Linked DNA regions of Hordeum vulgare: region 1 is linked to region 2. Evidence: chromatin contacts called from public Hi-C data. All regions are on one chromosome and are shown on one strand. Each heading gives the region's core, a stretch centred on a gene start, on an enhancer-like site or on the middle of the called end of the contact. The rest is flanking DNA. Distances are from core to core; before and after follow the strand shown. Region 1 holds the start of LOC123427358 (beta-fructofuranosidase 1-like). Region 2 has its middle 33 kb from the start of LOC123427358.

Region 1 (6,010 bases), core at 352-2,851, 33 kb after region 2:
AGACCTTGGATCTCAAAGGGAGGATAAGATGAGCAAAGCTCCTTTTGTTGGTTAATCTAAATGCTTTGCTAACCCTGAACCTGGACCTAAATATAATTTATATAGGTTCTCCATGAAGGGGTGGCCCAACCAAACCTGATGTTGCATTAAAGGTTGGAGGTCTAGGAGAAGTTCGGTATTCCAAGGGATTGGAGTCGTGGACCATCTGTGGATTTATCTTCGGGGTACCAAAAAGCGAAACCAGAGATAAATCCTTGAGTTCTAGGTTGAATTATAAGATACCCCGGAGAGCATGACACACAAGTACAAATATAAAGTCAAAAGCCTCGGGCCGTCCAATACCTCTCATCCTGGACCTTTGCATTGGAGTCATTGACCTCACGTGCTTCTTCCTTCGCTTCTCTGTTGGAAGAAAGGAGAAGGTTCTTCCTTACTTCTCCCAGTGATGGCTTGGTCGCTCTCACAAACTTGACATCGTGCCTCTTGCTCATGTTGTTCGGCTCAAACACAAAGATGCAACAGATATGATGGTGGTCAAATAGCATACCATCCTTAAGAGTGGACTATAGACACACTTAAAGGAGAAAATCCACCTTTGCATGTCATATTTATGACTATCTCTTGGTATTAAAACTCTAGACATGGTGATTGCCATGTTTTTTGTAATTTATTGGACACCATTTTTGTAGTGTCTTAATCATTTCAATTCGGAAAGGCACTCAGCCTATTATATAAATCAACAGTACATACACCCCTCGATTATTTTTGCATCAAAGTTCCTAGGGTGGACTGTCTTATTCTTCCTGACCGTGCCAATGACCCATCACCATAAGCCTCCCCATCACAAGATCTAGGTTGTCATTGTTGAGGTCGGAAGGAGTCAAGGCCATGGTCACGCCGAACCAAGGCCCTGAAGAAGAAGATTTCACCACACAAAGAGTGACCGATCACACAGTCAAGCCCCGTTCTCACATCGGCACAAAAGAACGCACCAACGTGACTATGATGAGGCGAGATGACCCAATAGTAAAAAAAAGATTGTCAATGGAAAAATACAACATTCATCACACATAGGGGGGGGGGGGGAGGGGGGCTTATCGCGTAGAGAGCTGCAAGACTCATGGTAATAGTACGTTCTTTGTGGCATCATTTTGAAATAAAAAATCTCGAAACAAGTAGGTCTTCATGCATGCTTACATGAAATGAGCACCAAACTCCCTAAGGGAAACCGTACCCCACGGTGTACCCCACAGTGTTCTCGCACTTGTGACAACATGCATCTAGATAGATAGGCGCTGATTGCATATATAGCATGACATCCTTGTAGAGAAAGAGCATGACCGTTAGGTCCTCTCTTATTACATCAAACGCGCTAGGTTGATTCTATGACCCACATGAACCGGGTCCTGGTCGCTGACCCGTCCTCCTCCTATTGCTTCGGATGGCCGGTGCATGATGACCGGTCTCATAGACCCCGTTTACCCAGCGTACGTCTGGACGGAAGAGGTAGCCGTTTCCTTCCTTTTCTTTCCCGCCTCCTCCGGCAGCGATGTTTTCCTTCCGAAACAAAGGGCTCAAAAAGATCATCGCCTCACTGCACCACCTGTCTCTTCCATACAAGGCTCGGCTGTCTATAAATATCGACCGGCTACGGCGTCCGTATCGCTCTCTCGATCGGTCCAGTAGTTCATACTTTTTCCGTGAAACACACAAAGCAGAAAGTGCTCCATCGCCGTATGCCCGTATGCATGCATCTCATCCACCATTAATTAGCTCGATCAAGCCCACCTAGCTAGCTAGCGCGCAGCGATGACCCCGGCCGGTTCGGCGATCGTGGACGACGGCGTCCACGACGCCGCCCAGATCGCGAACGCGCCGCTGCTTCCCGAGACCAACCTTAAGGGTCGGCGCCCTCCGGCACGGCAGAGGCGGCCGTCGACCGTTCTCCCGGCCATCGCGTGGACCGTGCTCCTCCTCGCGCTCGCCGGCCTCGCCGTCTACAGGCAAGGGCATGGCGACGGCCAGGCCGCCGCGCTGGGAGACCAGGTCGCGTCCGCGGGCCGCGTCGTGGAGGTGGCGGCCTCCCGCGGCGTCGTGCAGGGCGTGTCGGAGAAGTCCACCGCCCCGGCGCTCCTCGGCGGCGGCGCCTACGACTGGACCAACGCGATGCTGGCGTGGCAGCGCACGGCGTTCCATTTCCAGCCCCAGAAGAATTGGATGAACGGTAGATACGTCGCCATCGCTACTCTTTCTTCTGTCTAATAATAATTCAATACGCTGAAACTTGGATACGTACGTCTCTGATACAAACATTTCCATCTCGGTTTTGCTAACTTGGCATTGCGTTTTTGTCACGGACGTCTTGCGCACGCACGGTTCCGATCCATCTCTTCTCATCGACCTCTCTGCCAGATCCCAACGGTAAGTCGTTGTTGCCGCCGGTCGATCAATCCATGCACATGCATGCTGTGAACGGATGCTTTATGGTTCTCAGCGTTTCTAGCTAGATCGTCGTGGCATCAATGCACGACCCAATAATCGTACTACTAGTATGATGTACTCCTAGCTTTCATGTATTAATTGTTGTGAATCGTGACATTTGCAGGTCCACTGTATTACAAGGGATGGTATCACCTCTTCTACCAGTGGAACCCGGACGGGGCGGTGTGGGGGAACATCACGTGGGGCCACGCCGTGTCGCGCGACCTCGTCCACTGGCTCCACCTGCCGCCGGCCATGGTGCCCGACCACTGGTACGACATCAACGGCGTCTGGAGCGGCTCGGCGACGCAGCTCCCAGACGGCAGGATCGTCATGCTCTACACCGGCTCCACGGAGGACGCCGTGCAGGTGCAGCTCCTGGCCGAGCCGGCGGACCCGTCGGACCCGCTGCTGCGGCGCTGGGCCAAGTCGGAGTCGAACCCCGTCCTCGTGCCGCCGCCGGGCATCGGGCTGACGGACTTCCGCGACCCGACGACGGCGTGGCTCAACCCGACCGACAGGGCCTGGCGGATCACCATCGGGTCCAAGAACCAGGAGCACGCCGGGCTGGCGCTGGTGTACAGGACGGAGGACTTCCTGCACTACGACCTGCTGCCGGCGCTGCTGCACGTCGTGCAGGGCACCGGGATGTGGGAGTGCGTGGACTTCTACCCGGTGTCCGCCGACCTCGCCGCCGACGTGGGGCTCGACACCTCCACCGCGCCGGGGCCGGGGGTGAAGCACGTGCTCAAGGCCAGCCTCGACGACGACCGGCACGACTACTACGGCATCGGCACCTACGACGCCGGCACCGACCGGTGGACGCCCGACGACGCGGCGATCGACGTCGGGATCGGGCTCCGGTACGACTACGGCAAGTTCTACGCGTCCAAGTCCTTCTACGACCCCGTGGGGCGGCGGCGCGTGCTCTGGGGCTGGATCGGCGAGTCCGACAGCGAGCGCGCCGACGTCCTCAAGGGCTGGGCGTCCCTCCAGGTAACATTGGTCTCATTTTCATTTGTGGCTATTGAAATGCTAGAGCCGCACTGTCTATGCGTGCATCAGTCTCTGGCCTGGTCCATGCACATTACTGTACGCCTTAAACCCATTGACTTCCACGGGTCCATCCACCGGCCACGAGGTGTATATAGAAAACAAACCAAATCTTTATGTGGGACCTGGGACCCACATCCGTTTATCCAAAACGAGCTGCACGTCTCTCTTGCTTTCTTAAAACAAACCAACTGTCCAGAGGGCCCGGACAGATCGGCAAGCATCTGGCGCGATGCACTGGCGCGAAATGCAATTTGTCTGCAATGTGCCGTGGGCGAATTAGCAATCGTTTCCGGGTGATGACCGCGACTTCCTCTCCGATTGTTTCAAGCAACTTAGTTGCCGTAGGAGTCAAAGGCTCCAATTCGCAGGCGTAACGTGCCTGCCTTGGCGGGGTACTTCAGTTGGGTTTTACTTGACGGCGAAGGATTTTCAGCTTAAAATTCAAAATAAGGCGTGCTCGTAGTGATCGAGATTAGTCAGCGAAAACCCCTTCTGATGCACTGACTAAAAGGTCGTTTTCTGCCGCTTCATTTCTTTTTTACTTGTCCATTTCCAGGCGGATTTTTTTTTGCTAGTGATAGGAATAACTTGTGAATTCAACCGCTTTTATTCCTTTTTTTCAAACGGGAGGAAAAGACTGGCCTCTTTTTATTAAATTTAATTGATTTAAGGCAAAATCATGTATATACAAAGTTCAAATATTTGCCATGAGCTGGTTGACAAGGTGGAAAACCCTCTAGGCACTGTCTTGTTCAGATTCAACCAACTATAGGCACTGTCTTGTTCAGATGACCAGATATACGTGCATACATATATGCACACTGGCATCAAGGACTGGCACACATACATGTATGAAAAAGGAAATATTAATGACACCCTCAGATTCTTTCCTCCTTTTAACAACTGATGCAGCGAACAAAGTTCAGTCTGCCGTTCCTCGTTTTGCTGCCTCTCCACAGAACGTCCATCCACCCCTCTTCAGTCACGAACTCACAATCACATCAGTACTCCTTTGCCTTTCATAAGTCGTACCGCGACATACGCAGAGCACGCATGCAGCACGGTAATAACTAACCACATCCATTATCAACCTGCAGTCGATCCCGAGGACGGTTCTCCTGGACACGAAGACGGGCAGCAACCTGCTGCAGTGGCCGGTGGTGGAGGTGGAGAACCTCCGAATGCGCGGCAAGCTTTTCGACGGCCTCGACATGCCGCCCGGCTCCGTCGTGCCATTGGACGTCGGCAGAGCGACACAGGTGAATCACAGGACACCCTCTGCACTGCATCTCCTCGTTGTAGATCGACAGCGGTACATAGTGCCAACGTTGACAGTTTGTACCTGGTGCTGGTGTGCGTGCAGCTGGACGTCGAGGCGGTCTTCCAGGTGCAGGCGGGCGCGCCGGCTGCCGGGAGCGCGGCGGCGGGGGCGGAAGCGCCGTACAACTGCAGCGCGAGCGCCGGCTCGGCGGGGCGGGGCTTGCTCGGCCCATTCGGTCTGCTCGTGCTGGCCGACGACGGCCTGTCGGAGCAGACCGCCGTCTACTTCTACCTGGTCAGGGGCGCGGACGGGAAGCTCAGCACTCACTTCTGCCAAGATGCCTTCAGGTACGCATTGCACCCATCGATCTTAATCTGCACGCGCCTCTAGTTACAGTCTACCACGCCAACTTGTTTGCTGAGAAACCTTGTTCGTCAGGTCATCCAAGGCGAACGATCTCGTTAAGGCCGTTTACGGCAGCTCTGTCCCCGTGCTCGATGGAGAAGACCTGTCAGTGAGAATACTGGTACGTTTATTGAAAGGAACTTCAGAAGCGTCCTTATTCATTCGCCGATCCACATGTTATGATCGACTAGTCGATCTTGAACTCATCAATGGCTAACTGATCCTCTCCGTGGCCTTTTGTTATAGGTTGATCACTCCATCGTGGAGAGCTTTGCTCAGGGTGGGAGGACATGCATTACGTCGCGCGTGTACCCTACGAAGGCAATCTACGACTCTGCTAGAGTTTTCCTCTTCAACAACGCTACGAATCTAAATGTCACCGCAAAATCGATCAAGATCTGGGAGCTGAATTCAGCCTACATCCGTCCATATCCATATTCAGATTGAGTAGACCGGCAAGCAATGTTTGATTGTATTATGTAGGGTAGCAAGTTCTTTTGTTGTCTATATACTTTCTTCATTTTTGTGAATATGTCATAACGGGCAGTCAGGCTATTGGTGGACAACGGATGTATTTTTTTCCAACAAAGTAAGTGGTTTTCGGTGTCTGAATAGTGTGACTAGATAACACGGGGGCTGTACAAAATTAAGTAGTACGTGTTCTTCCGTTCGTCGTGCTCTCATTTTTACATTACCAAAATCATCCATCATATGTAAGTTTTTTTAGAATATGATCTGTCTTGATTGGTTTGCTAAACAAACAGCAGATCGAACATGTAGAAACAAATACAGACAAGGAAGGTCCAC
Region 2 (5,920 bases), core at 1,928-4,427:
TCCTTGTACGTCCAACATGCATTTCCGAAGTCAACCAGCTTGCAGCCTAGTTCAGCTTCCATCGCCATCCTATTCCTAGTCCCTTTGTTGCCCAGCCTATGCCCTCCTCCTCTCTTCATGTCCCCATCCTGGCTAGGACTGCCCTCATTTGCTGTACTCAGATCTCCCTTATCATCTGATTCGTCTATGTTGGCGAATGCCACTGCCCCATTGCCTTCTGAAGTTGAAGCAACTACATGTTTGGCTTTCTTCCGGATCTTCTTATGTTGGTTCCTGGTGACGCCACTACTCGTTGATGGTCGGGCAGGAGCCCTTGGAGGTGGCTCGATGGCCCTTGCAGCAGGCGGCACCAGTGGCACACCTGACTTCCAGGGATCGTTTGAGGGGTCAATAGTGGACACGAGGAATATGTTTTTGGGCTTCAGGTCAGTGTGGATAATCGAAAGCTCGCGGTGGAGGTAGTCAAGGCCAATGAGCACATGCCGGCATATCTCCTTAACCATTGGAAGCGGAATGCCACGATAGTCCATGTACTTTATTAGGGTGAGCAAGTTATCACCAAGAAACTCAAACACCATGCAGACATGGCTCCCATTGGGGCGTGTGTGCTTGAAGTGGTCAAGAAGCTTAACAACACAACGGGAGTCTTCAAGGTCACCGTCAGCAATCTGCCTCAAGATCTTGATCTCATCCATGGCAGCCTCCGAGTAGTGTTGTGCGCTCTTCTGCACCTTCACGACCACATACCTCTGCACAGATAACCAAAAGATTCAGAAACGCTGGACACGAGCAGCCTGAGCCTCTAGGCAAGTGGCGTAAAACATGAGAATATCTCGTGTAGTGCGATAGGGTTGACGGATAAAACAGTAATAATGAGAAATTGATTTAGTTGTTCTGCATATGAGCTCTGTGACAAAAGAGCGAACAGTTGGTGGGCAGGCAGACAACTGCATCCAGATCAATATTTTTTTCCTACATATCCTCGTAGCGAATCTTAGAGGCAGCGGGGTGATTTTAACACGGGGTTTCACGGCGAGGCGAGGGGGTGGTGAGCACGTACGGAGTTGGCGGTGTCCGAGGCGAGCCAGGCGGTGGAGAAGTGGCCTCAACCGAGCTTCGACTCCATGACATAGGCGCCCTGCTTGAAGTTGTCCCCGGGGCGGACTACGTGGTAGCCGCCACGACCATAGTTCTCGGTGCCCTCGTCCTCAGAGGTGTAGATGTTGTTGCCCACGTCCCCGTCCCCATCCCCGTTGGCGGCGGCGGCTGCCTTCGCCTCCTCCTCCGCGCGGGTACCGGCTCTCCGCCTCCTCCGCCCAGCGGCTCGCCCGCCGGAGCCTCGACCATCGCGCGGGGAGGCCCGGATATGGGGCGGTGGCGCGCGGGGACGGAGGTGAGCATTGGAGGAGTTGGGGCCGGCGGCGCACGGCGCCGTGGCAGGGGGTGGTGGCGCGCTGGCGATGGAGATGGGAGGTAAGGTCGTGGGTGGTTTGGTGTTTTTTTTTCTCCCGCACATACCGATTCAGCTTCACTTATCAATTGGATTGCTGGTTAATTTTAGAAAACACCAAGGACTTTTTTTAAAATCACCGCAATGGGTTTTTCGATGAAAGCGATAGCATCTTTATTATTAGGTAAAGATATCTTCTATGTATACGATGGAAACGTCTTTTTTTAGTTGGATATAACCCTTATTTTTTGTTGTAATATATTCGATGTCTTTCTATTACACATATTTGTACGTGTCTCTTGGAGATAGATTATTTGTCAAAAAATATTAGTCCAAAGATTGTTCAGTTCGAATTGGGTATAGATGGTTCCATTGGAAATTAATCCGTGTGCTTCCAAGTCTGTACGTGCGTGTCCTCGCCTAATGTAGAATGTAGCACGTGCATGCTTGTTTGGCTACGCGTATTGGCGCAGGAAACCAACGTGTGTGCTTTTGAGTTTGGACGTACAATAGTGTACTTCTCTCTCCTTGCCTAATATTCACACCTGTAATAGTATAAATCTAGTCCTTGCCTAATCCTTCAAAAAAAAAAACTCATTGTCTTATCTTCACCCTTGGTACATCTTAGTTTTAGAGTGTCAAATCACAACCGTTAACTTTCTATGGTTTTAAGTGCGAATCGTTTTTTTCTTTTACGTTGCAGATAAATGATGGAGCACGGATTGAATAACAAAAAATATAGTTTTTTTTTATAAAAATGCCGCGGTGGGTTTTCCGACGGAAGCAATAGCCTTTTTATTATTATTATATTATATATATATATATATATATATACATATACATATACATATATATATATATATACTAGCAAAAGGGCCCATGCGTTGCAACGGGAGAAAGAAATACCACACAGCACACGCTCTTAATTTATAAAAAATGTCTATAATTTGAGAATTTATAGTTACGATACAAATAAAGATGGTCTTATCCTACAAAAATGCAGTTCAAAATTTTACAGGTCTTCTATTTTAACACGGCTTGCATGTAGATTTAATACGTACAAAGAATCAGTCAAGTGACCTTCAGTTTCATCTCTAATCCTGATTTTGTTGACGTGTTCATCCCCAACCCGGATGAGTACCGGTATGAAAGAAAGACGAATAATGACTTATTTATTAAGATTGCACCCTAGATAGTATTTTTATTAAACGTTTAACAGATAAAATAATATCATATTTAAATTCTACATATTTTTCTAATCAAATTCCATGTATAATATGTTAAATTTGAAGTTACGGTTTAAAAGATATGAGTATTTAAAAAAATATTTAATATATATTACGAGTTTAATGTCATAAACAGTAAGGGCTTTTTTATAAAATCACCTCGGTGGATTTTCCGACGGAAGCGATAGTCTCTTTATTATTAGAATAGGTATAAATATAAATTATATATATATAGATATAGATATAGATCAACTACACTTAAGACGGAGGGAGTATTTTCTTATGATACGCATAAGAAAATCAAACAACACATCTCCAAAATTCTTTACGGTCACGTCCGATCATAGCTGGCAAACTGAACGCTCAAAGTCTGCCACAACGAGCCACGAACCGAGCGGTCGACTTGACGGAAGCGTCGGCTAGCGCGTGGTCGGTCCACATTGGCTCAACTGCACGGGAGAAACAGAGCCATGCGGCCGATCGCGATCGGTACTCGTGTTTTTTACCGATCGGGGTCGGAGCTTTCCTTGTCACTCTTGCTTTTTTTTGTTCCGTCGCGTCTCCGGTCGCGTGGACAGGTCGGATGATCGCCGTCCGATCGACGCGCGCGCGCATCAACTTTGCACGGCCCACCAGTCCCGTGGACAGATCGGTTGATGCAACTAACGTGGAGGAAAACGGAGCCGCACGCACGCACGGTCGCATCATACTTTTCCTCTGTGACATAACAACTGTACATAACAGTTATAGTTTGGAAAAACTACCACTCCGTAATTATCCAGGACCGATCCTATCGTATCTCTCTCTCTACAAAGACACCATGAACATTTCTGAAAAAACGCAGTCCCCATCCCCGCCCTGCGATCGATCGAGCCAAGGCGCAAAGGACACACGTGCTGGATCCGGCAGCATGCGCGCGAGCATTCTGGATTTCCGGTGGTTCTGCTGGCCGCCGGCAGGCTTATTATGCATGTTCTTATCCATGACCCCGCACCGCCGGCCGTCATCAAGTCCCCGTCGGCGTATTAAACCCTCCGCTCAGAGCGCTTGGATCGGAGGCGCTCCACGTACGTACCGTATCCGACTGGCCTCCCAATCACTCGGCTGTGCAGCTAGCTAGACCGACCGGTCGGGGACCTGCTTCGCTGTTTGATGACCCAGACCGGCAAGCTGCTTCGCAGTGTGAAGATCCAGACCGTCGCGTGCAACAATTCACTTGCTTCAGTTAACTGCGTCGTTTTCGGTTTTCTTGTCGGTGGATAATTATATTGGTGGCCATTTGGTCTGCATGGATTGTTCAAACGGGCACGTTTTGTTGTCTCGGTTTGCTTCCGGGAGAAGCGCCATACATAGGGATTATGTTTTGTATGCTCCAATTAGCATCTCCGTACTTACCAGCTTGTTCTCCCCGCACAGGAAAAAAAAAAGAAAGAGAAAGACTTACGCTTGATCAAAGTTGGCTATGTCAGCAGCGACATCACATAGCACACCCTCGACAACAACAAAAAAAAGAGGCAACCTGTACGAATATCCAGAGCGCGCTTAGGCTCTTGTGCATCCCGTAAAGAGAAAATTCATAGAATATATTAAATAAATTCTAAAAAAATGATTTTTTTTCATGGAATATAATCTTTTTTGCCACAGGCATGTTTTAAATTTTAGATCATTTAGACATATGAGTAGCTTTGAGCAAAAAAGATAAATCGGACCAGCACAATATATGAACAATAAACTTTTTCAAAGACCCTAAATTTGCCTTTTTCCTAAGAGTTACTTAGATATTCAAATGATTTGAAATTTAAAACGCACCTCACGCATCAAATTATCTTGCATGCAAAAACCATTCAGAATTCTTTGAATTTTTCTAGCATTTTGTTTGAAATTTTTGTTCATCGCATGTGCAGCCGAGCCTGGGCACAGAATCGTCTAGTCCCAACAGATGGTAGTCCCTCCCCTTTGTTTTTTTTTCCTTTCCAGTTTTTAATCTTTCATATTTTTTGAATGAAAAGTCCAAATAAATTATGTTTTCATATTTATGTCTCTAATGACGAGGGCTTTCAAATAAGATTCAATTTTAATACATCTTGACTAGTTAAAAAATATATTCTGTTAGGTTTTAGCCTTTGAAACTTAGTACGAGCGACCTACGAAATCACAACTTTAGTACAATAAATATCCTTAAAGTTTTAAGTCTGAAACTGGATACGGGCGACCGAAAAAGTCACAAGTTTCAGATGCAAAATGTAAGTGTCAATTTAAAAAAAAATTAAACTATTGTGCCTCATGCGGAATCCAACTATTTTACGGATCGTGAGGCAAACGGCTAGCGGGGAAAGGCTTCACAGGATGCTCCCGCACCTGCGTGCCCTTTTTGAATTTCCCGTTTATTTGCAGAACCCAAAGTTGTTGCTTGGTCTCTTTTGTTCTGTTGGATTGGAAGAGTCACGACACAAAACTGCTCGATCAGCATCTCAGTATTGGAAAAAATCAAAGTAGAAAGTCTTGCACTTATATTAAATACAAACAGCTATCAAACCGTACGCTAGTTGTTTCCAGAAAATGGTTAGTGAGACGTTGTTTAATCTAAATTGTTAGACGATCATTTCTTATGACTTGGCAAACATAGCTTGCTTCCTTCTATATCTCACCGTGTACACCACGTGGAATACAAAATTACAAAATCATTACATGATGAACAGTTGAACTCTATTCCTAGTCTTTGATAACTCGATCAATGAACAACACATCTAACAATGAGTATGAAGGAGATTCTAGTAAGTGTAGAACCACGGTTGCAATACGATGCAATAAACCACACCTTCTGTGCTCCATACCTGCACGAATTGCGTGGAAGAAAAGTCTAGCAGCTGGAGAGTGTAGACTTTAGTTACATTCGCCGCCAGCACCAGTTTGGCACCTTAAGAGGAACCACAATTAATGTTTTGGAGAATCCTTCTACTCCTATGTTAGATTTTTACTACTCCTTCCGTTTCGGTTTATAAGTTCGGCACATGTATCTAGGTCGTCAATTTGATCAACTTAATGAGAGGCATATATTACAAAAAATATATCATTAGAAACTTTAGATGTTCTATTTTCTAATGATATAATTTTTATGTTAAACAATATATTTTATATAAGTCAAATTGACGACCTAGGTATACGTGCATGCCTTATAAACTGTGACGGAGAGAGTAGCAAACATGTCCTTATACACATTGGACGATATCAGCAAATCTCTTCA

The links. Hi-C and Micro-C count contacts between places; a contact is called where the count stands out from the background.
Region 1: a contact with region 2 is called in a Hi-C map of leaf, with 1.9 times the contacts expected there. The contact joins the promoter of LOC123427358 here to the enhancer-like site in region 2. A contact is called at or near these places in 2 of 6 Hi-C or Micro-C datasets (leaf and seedling).

The regions. Positions count from the first base shown.
Region 1 is chr2H:569,345,494-569,351,503 of MorexV3_pseudomolecules_assembly, forward strand. LOC123427358 (beta-fructofuranosidase 1-like) reads left to right here and starts at 1,602. Exons shown (of 7, transcript XM_045111384.1): 1 at 1,602-2,224; 2 at 2,413-2,421; 3 at 2,606-3,477; 4 at 4,635-4,796; 5 at 4,901-5,145; 6 at 5,237-5,324; 7 at 5,450-5,815. The coding sequence starts at 1,810. The coding sequence ends at 5,650.
Region 2 is chr2H:569,310,839-569,316,758 of MorexV3_pseudomolecules_assembly, forward strand. It overlaps the pseudogene LOC123428664. Among protein-coding and RNA genes, the nearest start is that of LOC123427358, 33 kb to the right of the region's middle. Within about 2 kb of position 3,178, at least 2 of the 3 cell types and tissues checked have open chromatin away from gene starts, as enhancers often do. A contact at or near this core is called in leaf, where this site is marked.